Regions from separate parts of the Ovis aries genome. Here region 1 is linked to region 2. The links are chromatin contacts, called in public Hi-C maps. All regions are on one chromosome and are shown on one strand. Each heading gives the region's core, a stretch centred on a gene start, on an enhancer-like site or on the middle of the called end of the contact. The rest is flanking DNA. Distances are from core to core; before and after follow the strand shown.

What was found. A called contact is a pair of places that touch in the nucleus more often than the background predicts.
Region 1: a contact with region 2 is called in a Hi-C map of mixed tissues, with 3 times the contacts expected there. The contact joins two enhancer-like sites. A contact is called at or near these places in 2 of 16 Hi-C or Micro-C datasets (mesenteric adipose tissue and mixed tissues).

The regions. Positions count from the first base shown.
Region 1 is chr7:22,057,242-22,062,220 of ARS-UI_Ramb_v3.0, reverse strand. No RefSeq gene overlaps it. Among named protein-coding and RNA genes, the nearest start is that of DAD1, 29 kb to the right of the region's middle. Within about 2 kb of position 1,375, at least 37 of the 54 cell types and tissues checked have an H3K27ac peak or open chromatin away from gene starts, as enhancers often do.
Region 2 is chr7:21,836,273-21,841,198 of ARS-UI_Ramb_v3.0, reverse strand. It overlaps SLC7A7 (solute carrier family 7 member 7), which reads right to left. Exons shown (of 11, transcript XM_060418965.1): 4 at 2,608-2,733; 5 at 1,158-1,302. Among named protein-coding and RNA genes, the nearest start is that of OXA1L, 21 kb to the left of the region's middle. Within about 2 kb of position 3,233, at least 14 of the 54 cell types and tissues checked have an H3K27ac peak or open chromatin away from gene starts, as enhancers often do.

The sequences.
Region 1 (4,979 bases), core at 126-2,625, 220 kb before region 2:
CCTCAGTGGGCACTCATCCAGAGCCTGGGGGATGGGAAAGCACACAGGGCTTCTAGGAATCAGCCCTCCTGTTACTGAAGGGCCACACCCAGGTCCAGGGCTGCAGGAGGCCTTACCATTCACCTCACTTTCTCCACAAGTCCTGTCTTAAAATTCTCTCTCCATCTACCTCTGGGAGCAACCTGTGGGAAGAAGAGCTTCTGACTGATGGGTGGGTCTGGGGAGGTCTGCAAGCCCCGGTCACTGTCACTCTGTTAATGAGCACACTGAGAAGCCAGGAGGCTGGCAGGTGGGTGCCCTGCCACCTGGGATTCAGGCCTAGTTTCACCCAGACACACAGATGAGTAAGGTTTCCTCTGAGTATCACACTGAGAGCTATATTTTGAAATTAATAAGCAGGTCAGACATTGAGTCAGTAGCCAGATGTAGGACAGGAAGTGGAAAAAGTCTCCCACTTCCGTGCAGGTGTTTGGGGGGGGGGGCCTTGGGGCGGCCCCTCCCATTTCCATGACGTCATGGCTGCCGCGAGGGGCAAGTGGGGCACCCTTTGAAGCTCTCCCACAGAAGCCACATCCTCTGGAAAAAACGAGTTAAAAATACCGAGTTAGAGATAGCATCACCCCAGGCCACGTGCCGGGGCCGGGAGGGCCGGGCCGTTACACCACCACGACCGCAGGTGCGACAGGAAGGCGGCGAGCTGGGAAGGGCCGGCGGGGCCCTGGCGGCGGCACCCACGCCCACGGCAGGCAGGGGGGCCGCGCACCCCACAGCGAGAAGTACCCCCGCCCCGCCTATCACCCCCTCCCCCCCAGCCAAGTCCTAAGATCAAACCTTGATCTCACTCGATCACACCATTTCTTTATGCTGACAGGCCCTCTAGGCTTCTGTCCAGCCCGCCCTCCCCGGGAGGTGTGGGCACATCTCCCCCTCCTATGCACGGCTGGAGCTGGTTCTCCAAGGAACCGCTCCAGGTCAGGGTTGAAGTGCAAGATGATGGTCTAGAGGGACATCTGGCTCTCAGAAGCCAAGGAGACCAGGATTCGGGAGGCCGGGAGATGGAGAGCCACAGAAGGACCATGGGAACCTGAGACCTGAAAACCGCGGGGTTTGGACGTCCGGCTCTGTGGTAGTGTCCCAGCCACCCACCTGGGGGCAGCAGAGCTCCACCAAAGAGGCCTCTTCTCCCTTAATCCGCTTCTTTTGAGGAAGGAAAACCCCCAAACGCTTAAGAAAATGTCTTTTCAGAGGTAAATAAAAGGACAGGAGACTTCCTTCCAGGAGCCGAGCCCCTGCCCTTTGTCCATCACTGACCTGGGCTCCTGCCCGGGTGATCCTGTCACATCCCTTGGAGGAGAGAGAGTGTAGGGTCTGGCCCCGTAGACAGCAGGGGGCGCTACCTGCCCAGGATCACGAGGCTCCTTCATCCAGAGCACTAGATAGGAGCCCCCAGGGAGCGGGTGGGGCAGTCCCCTGGGAGCCTGGAGAGAGCTTTGGATTCAGAATCAGGGAGCCTGGGCTGGCCACCAGGATCCACCACTACCTCCTGCCCTGTGGGCATCTCACTAACCACCCACAGCTTCAGTTTCCCAGTGGGATCAGTGCTCTCTCACAGGGTAGTTTAAGAACCAAGGCTGCTCTCACAGTGCATACCTGCCAAGTGCAGACACAGGCCAGGCCCCAGGGATTCAGGCTCTGTACAAACGATAGGACTCCACACAGATGAAGCTCAAGAACAAGCAAAACTAATCACCAGCGACAGAAATGGGAACAGTGGATGCCTCTGGGGTGCAAGGACTGGCTGGAAAGGGGCCCCAGGGAAGCTTCCAGGTGGTGGAAATATTCTGCATCTTGATTTGGGTGATTTACACAGGTGTAGAGACATGTCAAAATAAGCCCAACTGTACACATAAGATTTGTGCATTTTAGCACAGGTAAATTATACAGTAAAGTACCGTTCCTATTAACACATGCACAGTTTCAGCATAGTAAACTGAATGCACATTTTAAGGGAATGCCTAGAAAATTGAACAGAGACCCTGCCTGGGGGTCGGTAGAGCTGGGTCAGGCTGGACCACCACGCTGAGATAAAAGTGGGGCTGCTGCTTCACCAGTGTGTCTCTGTTGCCCACAGTAGACAGGCATTTCTCCCCTCATTATGCCCCAGGAGCTTCTGGTTTCACCATCATATTCATTTTCTTTCCCCCTCCATGGCTTCCAGAAGAGCTTGAGGGAGGAGAAATTACAGCTATGGGAGGCCCTGGCAAGGCTGCAGCCAATTTTCAGAACAAAGCCGGCCCTCCCGGCCCCAAGGCACTCCAGGCTGCCCACTCTGCTCTTTGCAACACCCCTGAACACTCTTGCTTTTTATCTCCCCTCTCACCCTCTGGGGGCCTCTCTGCTTTCAAAACGGCCCCCTTGGGGATTCCCTGGCAGTCCCCAGTTAGGACTCTGCCTTCCGCTGCAGGGGGCATTGGGTTCAGTTCCTGGTCGGGGAACTAAGAATCCACACGCCATACGGCACAAGCCTCTCCCCCAAAAGGGGCCCCCTGGAGCTAGAGGCAACGTCTGATGAAAGTAGACCACCCCCAATGGGTCGTTTCTCTGGGCAGCCCTCATCCCAAGCCAGAACACCACACGTCATCCCAGAGGGTTCTCACCACCTTTGGGAAAAGGGCAGCCCGTTCTCACTGTTTGTTTTGGAAATGTGGGCACACTCCCATTCCAGAGGCAATAGGATCCAGGGGAGAGAGCCCTTCTGTTGTCAGATTCTTTAAAAATCCCCCCGAGAAGCAGAAAGCGTGATTGTCTACCCTTTTCCTGAGCCACCCACACAGAATTCAGCCAAGGAGGGAAAAAGGGACGATTAGGGAAAGAGCATATAAATGTGAGACATGGTTGGCAGGACTTCAGAGAGTTTGAGTAGATGAAGGACTGTGGTTCAGAGAGTGGTCAGCAACTGGTCTCCATCTCATGCTTCTAGCCTTGATGGGAGGAAACTGGGCTAACATGAAATAGGAATTTTTTCCAGTGGAGACAGTGAGACACTATTTTTAGCAAACTCTAGGGAGGCCTTGCCTCTCCTTGCTGACCCAAGTTATTCCAGAGATTTACTGGGGGACGTGGGTGAGGCAACATCCTTATCTGGAATCTTTATGAAGAATAGCGTGTCTGTGCAACACCAAAGCAAACATGATCTGGCTTTGACCTTCACAGGAAAGCCAAGCAGTAGGCAGGGTATGGTCCCTCCCTTTCACAAATGGAGAAAGGTGAAGTGGCTCACTTGCCATCACAGTGAATGAGGCCCACATCAGCGCTAGCGGACGCCCAAATCGCAGGTGGCTCCAGATACAGCCATCACAGAGGAAGGATCAGGAAAAGATGGCGTCTCAGGACCAACTGATCCCACTCCCACCCCCGCCCCCAGACTGATAACTTCTGTCTGGATTTCCCTTCCCTCTTCAGGACTCTTGATCGTCCTCTAGGATTAAAGTAGAGTTTCAAAACAGTTTGCTTAGGAGACACTCCTTCGGTAAATGTTGTTGGTTAGTCATCTCCTAAGGCAATGCTTTGTGCAAAAGCAGACTCCAGGACTCAATCACAAGGCAACGAGAGTTAGTAAAGTAATACCTAGACACACTCCAGCTGCCAGTGCTGTGACTCTCCCGACCACTGTGTCTAGGTAGCCCCCACTTCATCCCCATTCGTAATCACTTCATACCTGTTGTGTCCTTCACTCCACTTGCAGCAGTTATATTCATGTGCTAATTTGGCCCTCTTCCTGACTAGAATGTAAGGCTCAAAAAGGGAGTTACCTTGTCTGTTCTGATCACCTCTGCATATTCTGGAGAGTAGGCACGCAAATATTTTTTAACTCAATGATGGAGTCATAGAAAGAACTTCCCCATCAAACGTCTCTTATAGTATTTTGAAACTAGACAGGGTAGTGAAAGTCACTCAGTTGTGTCCAACTCTTCGCAACCCCATGGACTACACAGTCCATGGAATTCTCCAGGCCAGAATACTGGAATGGCTAGCTTTTCCCTTCTCCAGGGATCTTCCCAACCCAGAAATCGAACCCAGGTCTCTCACATTGCAGGCGGATTCTTTACCAGCTGAGCCACAAGGGAAGTCCAGGTGGGGTAAAAAAAACATGGCTAATTTTTGAAGCCAAATGTTGGGTATCTGTAAGTTTATCTCTTGACACGCATGCATGTGTGTGCATTGTGTGTCTGTGACATTTTCAGTAATAAAAAGTTAAGAAACAAAGCTGTTCATCCCTGGGATTTAAAAAGGCAGAGCAGTTTCAATAGCAGACCCCAGTGATGTCTCTAGGGACATCTAGGGACTCCCTCAGGATGCCTTTCTCCAGAAAAAGATGAAGACCTGAACTTGGCCACCAGTCCTTTAGCTGAAAGCCAGTAAAACTGGATGCGCAGCTGAGGGTGAAGAGCAGTATGTGTGGACAGTTTCCCACATCTCTGACGACTGCCCTCAGGGTACCAATACATTTGTACAACAGTCCTATTAACAAGGTACTTTCACTTATATTTTGTTGGGACAACAGTGAGAAGTCCTATTAGCCCCATGCTCTTCTATCATTTTCTCATAAAGTCTAACCCAAGTGCTTTGAAATCAGACAGAAATAAGATTCAAACCTTCACGCTGTCGTCTGAGTTTCCATTTTCTCATCTGAAAGAGAACACTACCTTCCTCTTCATGGGATTATTGTTGTTGTCCAGTCACTAAGTCGTGTCCAGCTCTTTTCAACACCTTGGACTGCAGCATGCCAAGCTTCCTGTCCTTCCCTATCTCCTAGAGTTTGCTCAAACTCATGTCCATGGAGTCAATTATGCCATCCAACCATCTCGCAAGGAAACGTAAGTAACAGGACCCTTAATACCATGCCAGACATACAGAGGGTGCTCAGTGGTAGCCACTCCTGGACAGCAAGGCTGTTATCTTGTCTCTGGTGATCCCAC
Region 2 (4,926 bases), core at 1,984-4,483:
TGGGAAGGTTTTGTTTTACTCAAGGTTTCTTAGTATCAGGCTTCCTTCCCCAAGATTATCAACACTGGAAAATTTGTCTTAAGGTTAAATAGAAAAGAAATTATGGAGGGAAATTGTGAAATCTAATCTCTCTAGAGAGTAAGGCAGGCCCTCAGTAAGAACAATATGCATACCTGAACAAGCAATCAGAAATATGCCCACCCCGCTCCCTTAGTTAGAGAACCTTGAGTGCTACCCTAACCCTTGGCCAAGAGAAAGACTGAAAGACAGCTCATAGTCCCTCTGGCCCAAAATAAGCCGTGATCTTTATAAATGTTCTTTGCAGTGAGACTTGGAGCAGGGTGGGGGTAGAGAGGGGCAAATATTCAAGTCATTCAGCTTCTGTCCAGTAGGTGGAAGCACCACCCAGGCTTCCCATCAGCTATTGTCTGCTCCCAGGGTTGCAACACTAGATGTTTATCAAGAATACTCGTGTTTTTCAAAGCCAAGAGGAGTTTATTATTATTTTGACTTAAAAATTTCAGAAACCTCATTTCCTGGCAAATCTTAGTTCCTAGAGTCACTGAATTTTAGAGCCAGGAAAGGCTCTGAAGTCATATAGTTCAACCCCCTCAATTATAGATAGGGAGCAGGCAGAGATGGCAGTGAATTCCCTCAAGGTCACCCAGCGAGTCAGTGGAGAGACAAGTCCAGGCCCTCTGACTCCCTGGGCAGTGCTTTTCACTCTCCGTGACTACAGGACAATTCAATGGTGTCCTGAAACAATACCACTAAGTCACTTAGGAATTTGAGAAACATGGGATCAGAAGGGAAAGGTTTCTGGTACTCTGTGACCTGAAGTTATAGGAATAAGGGTAAGTGAAAATCTATCAAGGAAAGTCAACTTTTTTAATTTAAAAAAAAAAGCACATGATAGCCTACTTTGATTAATGCAGAAATGCCCAAGTAAATGTGAAAAGCCCTGTAAAATTTTTTTTAGTACAAGAAAGTTCACCTCTTAGCCCTGTTACTGTTATCATGGACCAGTTACTTGTCCAGCCTCACGCCTGTCAAAATGATGCTGACAAAACTGACCAGGTGTATGCCATCAGCACATAGTAGGGGTTCAGTAAATGACAGCTGCCATCGCTATGGAAAGTTGATAGTGAAGTACCTACCTCTCAGGGTTCTGGATCTCTTCAGTGACATAGTTGAGGGTGTCCCAGCCAGAGTAGGAGAACAGAGCCGAGTACAGTGCCAGGGCAATGTCACCCACTGAAAATGATGAACCCTCAAAGGAATTTTCAAAGTGAGTCGAGGCTCCTGGAACCCAGAGCAAGGCAGAAGGATTAGTGGCCTGTACCCCAGCTACAAGGTGACTCAGTAAGGGAGAGGAGGAATACAATAATAGAATGCCTGTGGTTTCGAACACCTTAGCAGTAAGGGTACCAGTGAAGGAATGGGGAGCAGAAGAGAGACACCGACAGAAATGGGCCGGAGTGCAGGGATCAGCTGCTGCTGCTGCTGCTAAATCACTTCAGTCATGTCCACCTCTGTGCGACCCCATAGACAGCAGCCCACCAGGCTCCCCCGTCCCTGGGATTCTCCAGGCAAGAACACTGGAATGGGTTGCCATTTCCTTCTTCAGTGCATCAAAGTGAAAGTGAAGTTGCTCAGTCGTGTCCAACTCTGTGTGACCCCATGGACAGCAGCCCACCAAGCTCCTCTGTCCCTGGGATTCTCCGGACAAGAATACTGGAGTGGGTTGCCATTTCCTTCTCCAAGCACCCAGATCCTAACAGGAAGGACCCTGGTGAATTTCTAGGGAAAAGAACAATAGAGCACGAGGGCTAGAGAACAGGAGTGATGCAGTCCTGTCTGCTCCCCTCCTAACACCACACAGCTGACACGGAGTGGAGGAAGGGCAGGGTTCAGTGTGCCCAGTCAACAGAGCAGTTACAGGCGTTCACACCTGGAAACCGGGAGAGGAGTGAGTACCACAGGTTCATTTCTGCCCATGCCCACTCCCAGGGGGAGAACAGTCACTGCCACAGCACTGGGCTCGACAGTCTGCAAAAGCTGGCTCAAGATCAACCTCCTCTGAGAGGCAGCATGCATAGACACAACAGGACAGGTTTTGGGGTCAGTCTGCCTGGTACAGATTTCAGCTCCATGATTTAAGCTGGTAGCTCAGATAGTAAAGAATCCCCCTGCAGTACAAGAGACCCAGGTTCAATTCCTGGGTCAGGAAGATCCCTTGGAGAAGGAAATGGCAACCCACTCCAGTATTATTGCCTGGAGAATCCCATGGACAGAGGAACCCATTGGGCTACAATCCATAGGGTCACAAAGAGGTAGACACGACTGAGGACCCAGCATGCACAACTAGGGACTTTAGAGAATTCCTTGGCTGTCCAGTTGTTAGGACTCTGAGGCTTCCATTGCAGAGGGCACAGGTTCAATCCCTGGTGGAGGAACTAAGATCCCGCAAGCGCTGGGGCATGGCCTAAATAAAAGGGAATAATAACAGTACCTATTAAATGAAATCATGCACAAAGGCTATTTAGAAGAGTACAGCTCATGGAAAATGCTTAACAAACGTGAGTTGCTGCTACTATTATTTCTTACCCTGGCCAAGTCTAACAATGCCTGCGATGATGATGGCAGTCAATGCCAATACTTTAGCATAGGTGAAAACATCTTGCACCAGGGTTCCCCACTTGACATAGGCACAGTTAATGAAGGTTAAGAGACCTGAAAGAAAAACAAAGCTGATTGGTGACTGACCCTACCATCCAGAGGGCCTTAGACACCCCCCCCACCCCCCCGCAAGCAATGTTTCTAGTACCCATCACCAAAACAGACCCTTTGGCCAAAGACAGAGGTGTCTGGGCTCTGACCTGCTCTGCGCTGGAAACCTCTGCCCAGAATTTCCTCACCATTATCATTCAAAGGCACTTGCTGAGCACCTGGGTGCACAGCAATACACACACACTCAGCACTTATATAAGAGATAGAAAGTGACTGGATCTGCTTACACACAAATGTGCTCACAGCAATAGGAGGCAACTGGCGGCAGAACAGGATTAGTGATGTGTTCTGGCTGTTGGCTCTGAAAAGTCACAGTCTCTCCCCATCTCCAGCCCCATAGCCCCTTATGTGGGCCCAGGAATAAACAGTCTCATGCTGTGGATCACTGTTAACCTTGATGAGCCCTGCTGTAACTTATCCAGTGTCTGGCCCAGCAGGTCAGGATTTGTGACCAGGATTAGGCTGGAGGCCAGACTTCCTGCCTCTGCTGGCCTGTTCAGCTGCTTGTTTTCATGCTTGGAAAGATTCTTGAAACAGGTTCCTATACAAAGGGAACGGAGCATTTTTCCTGACTGGACAATGCAAAAGTCAGAGCCATGGCCGTTCCTCAAGTCCTGCCACCCTGGGGTAGAGGCAAACTCTACCTGGAAGAGCTCCAGCGAAGTTCATGGACTGCCCTTAGAGCCAGGGTTCTTACCCTAGGGCTTCCACAGGGCCTGAAATCCTCTGTAAAGTGTTATGTTCACATGTCCAAAGTATATGCATTTTTCTAAGAAAAAGGGTCCATAACTTCCCTCAGAATATCAGAGAAATCCACTATCCCTCTCCCACAAGAAAAAAAAAAAAACACGTATAATCCGCTACTTCAAAAGAAGAAAGAGCGAGGAAGCCCAAACAGGCTGTGAGGTCGACCAGTAGCCCGAGGATGCGCCTGGGGTTGGTGGGGGAGGGGGGAGAAAATCAAAATAAATAATTCTGAAATTCAGCAGAATGTCCCTCAACCCACACCCCCCAACCTCTTAAAAAGCAGGCAGGCACATACCCCGTAGCTTTCCTGCTGCGGTACAACAGAGCTCGGCACTGCTCCCTCCTTCCCAGCTCAGCAACTGGGGCACCAGGAGGAGGGCTGTCTTCCCAGAGAGAAAGCACTGCACCTGCCTGCTTCTGGCCCCCAGCTCAGCCCCAGAGACTCCCTGCCTCCATTCTGGCGGTGTGTGGCCCTTAGGGTTCCCAGCCATCCTGGTTTTTTGTGTCCTGGTCTCAACACACTCTGGCCCAGGACTACTTCCTCCTGAGGGGCAGGAAAGAGCAACCAAGCTGTCTCACCTTCCGTCTCCCCCTCCCTCAGTGCCCAAGTCTCTTTCTGTTCTTCCAGAAAGGGGGCTTTCCCGTCCCAAACAAACATTAGGCCTTTCTGCCTAATAAACAAGACAATGAACAACCAAACCTTATCACAGGGCTGGGCAAAAATGCACCCATAACTCCAGGCCAATGCAGTGTTAAGTTAATAATTAAAGACATGAGTGTGTAGTCGCCACAAGCACCCCCACAAAATGGCCAAATCTTTCAGATCTGCTGATGCTCCTCAGCCAGTCACTCATCCTTCACTCCCCACTGGCTTCTGCCTCCAGCCATTCAGCAGCCCTCCTGCCACTTCTCCCCATCCTGTGCCTCCACCCCTTACCCTCAGGCTCTGCTGCTGACACACAAATATAACTTAAGCCAGGCTGGATTGGAAACACCAGGACAACTAGAGCTGCCGCATTCACAAAGGACAGGATCCCATAATTATAATGCACAGTTAGGGACTTCCCCGGTGGTCGAGAGGTTAACAATCTGCCTCCGGATTTGATCCCTGGTTGGGCAACTAAGATCCCACATGCCTCAGGGCATTAAGTCCAAGCACCATAACTAGAGAGAAGCCCCCACACAACAATGAAGACCCAAAGCAGACAACATTTTTTTAATTTAAAAAAAAAATCATGGTTAGCCCTCAGCATCAATGGGCGGGAGGCTTAAGGGATTGGCTCTAGCTCTGAGTCAGTCTGTAGCCACGTTCCACAAGGTTCTGTTCTCAGCTCTGTCCAGAGAGCTGGACAGGGAAAAGCCGACCCATTACCTTTTACTACAGCAAAT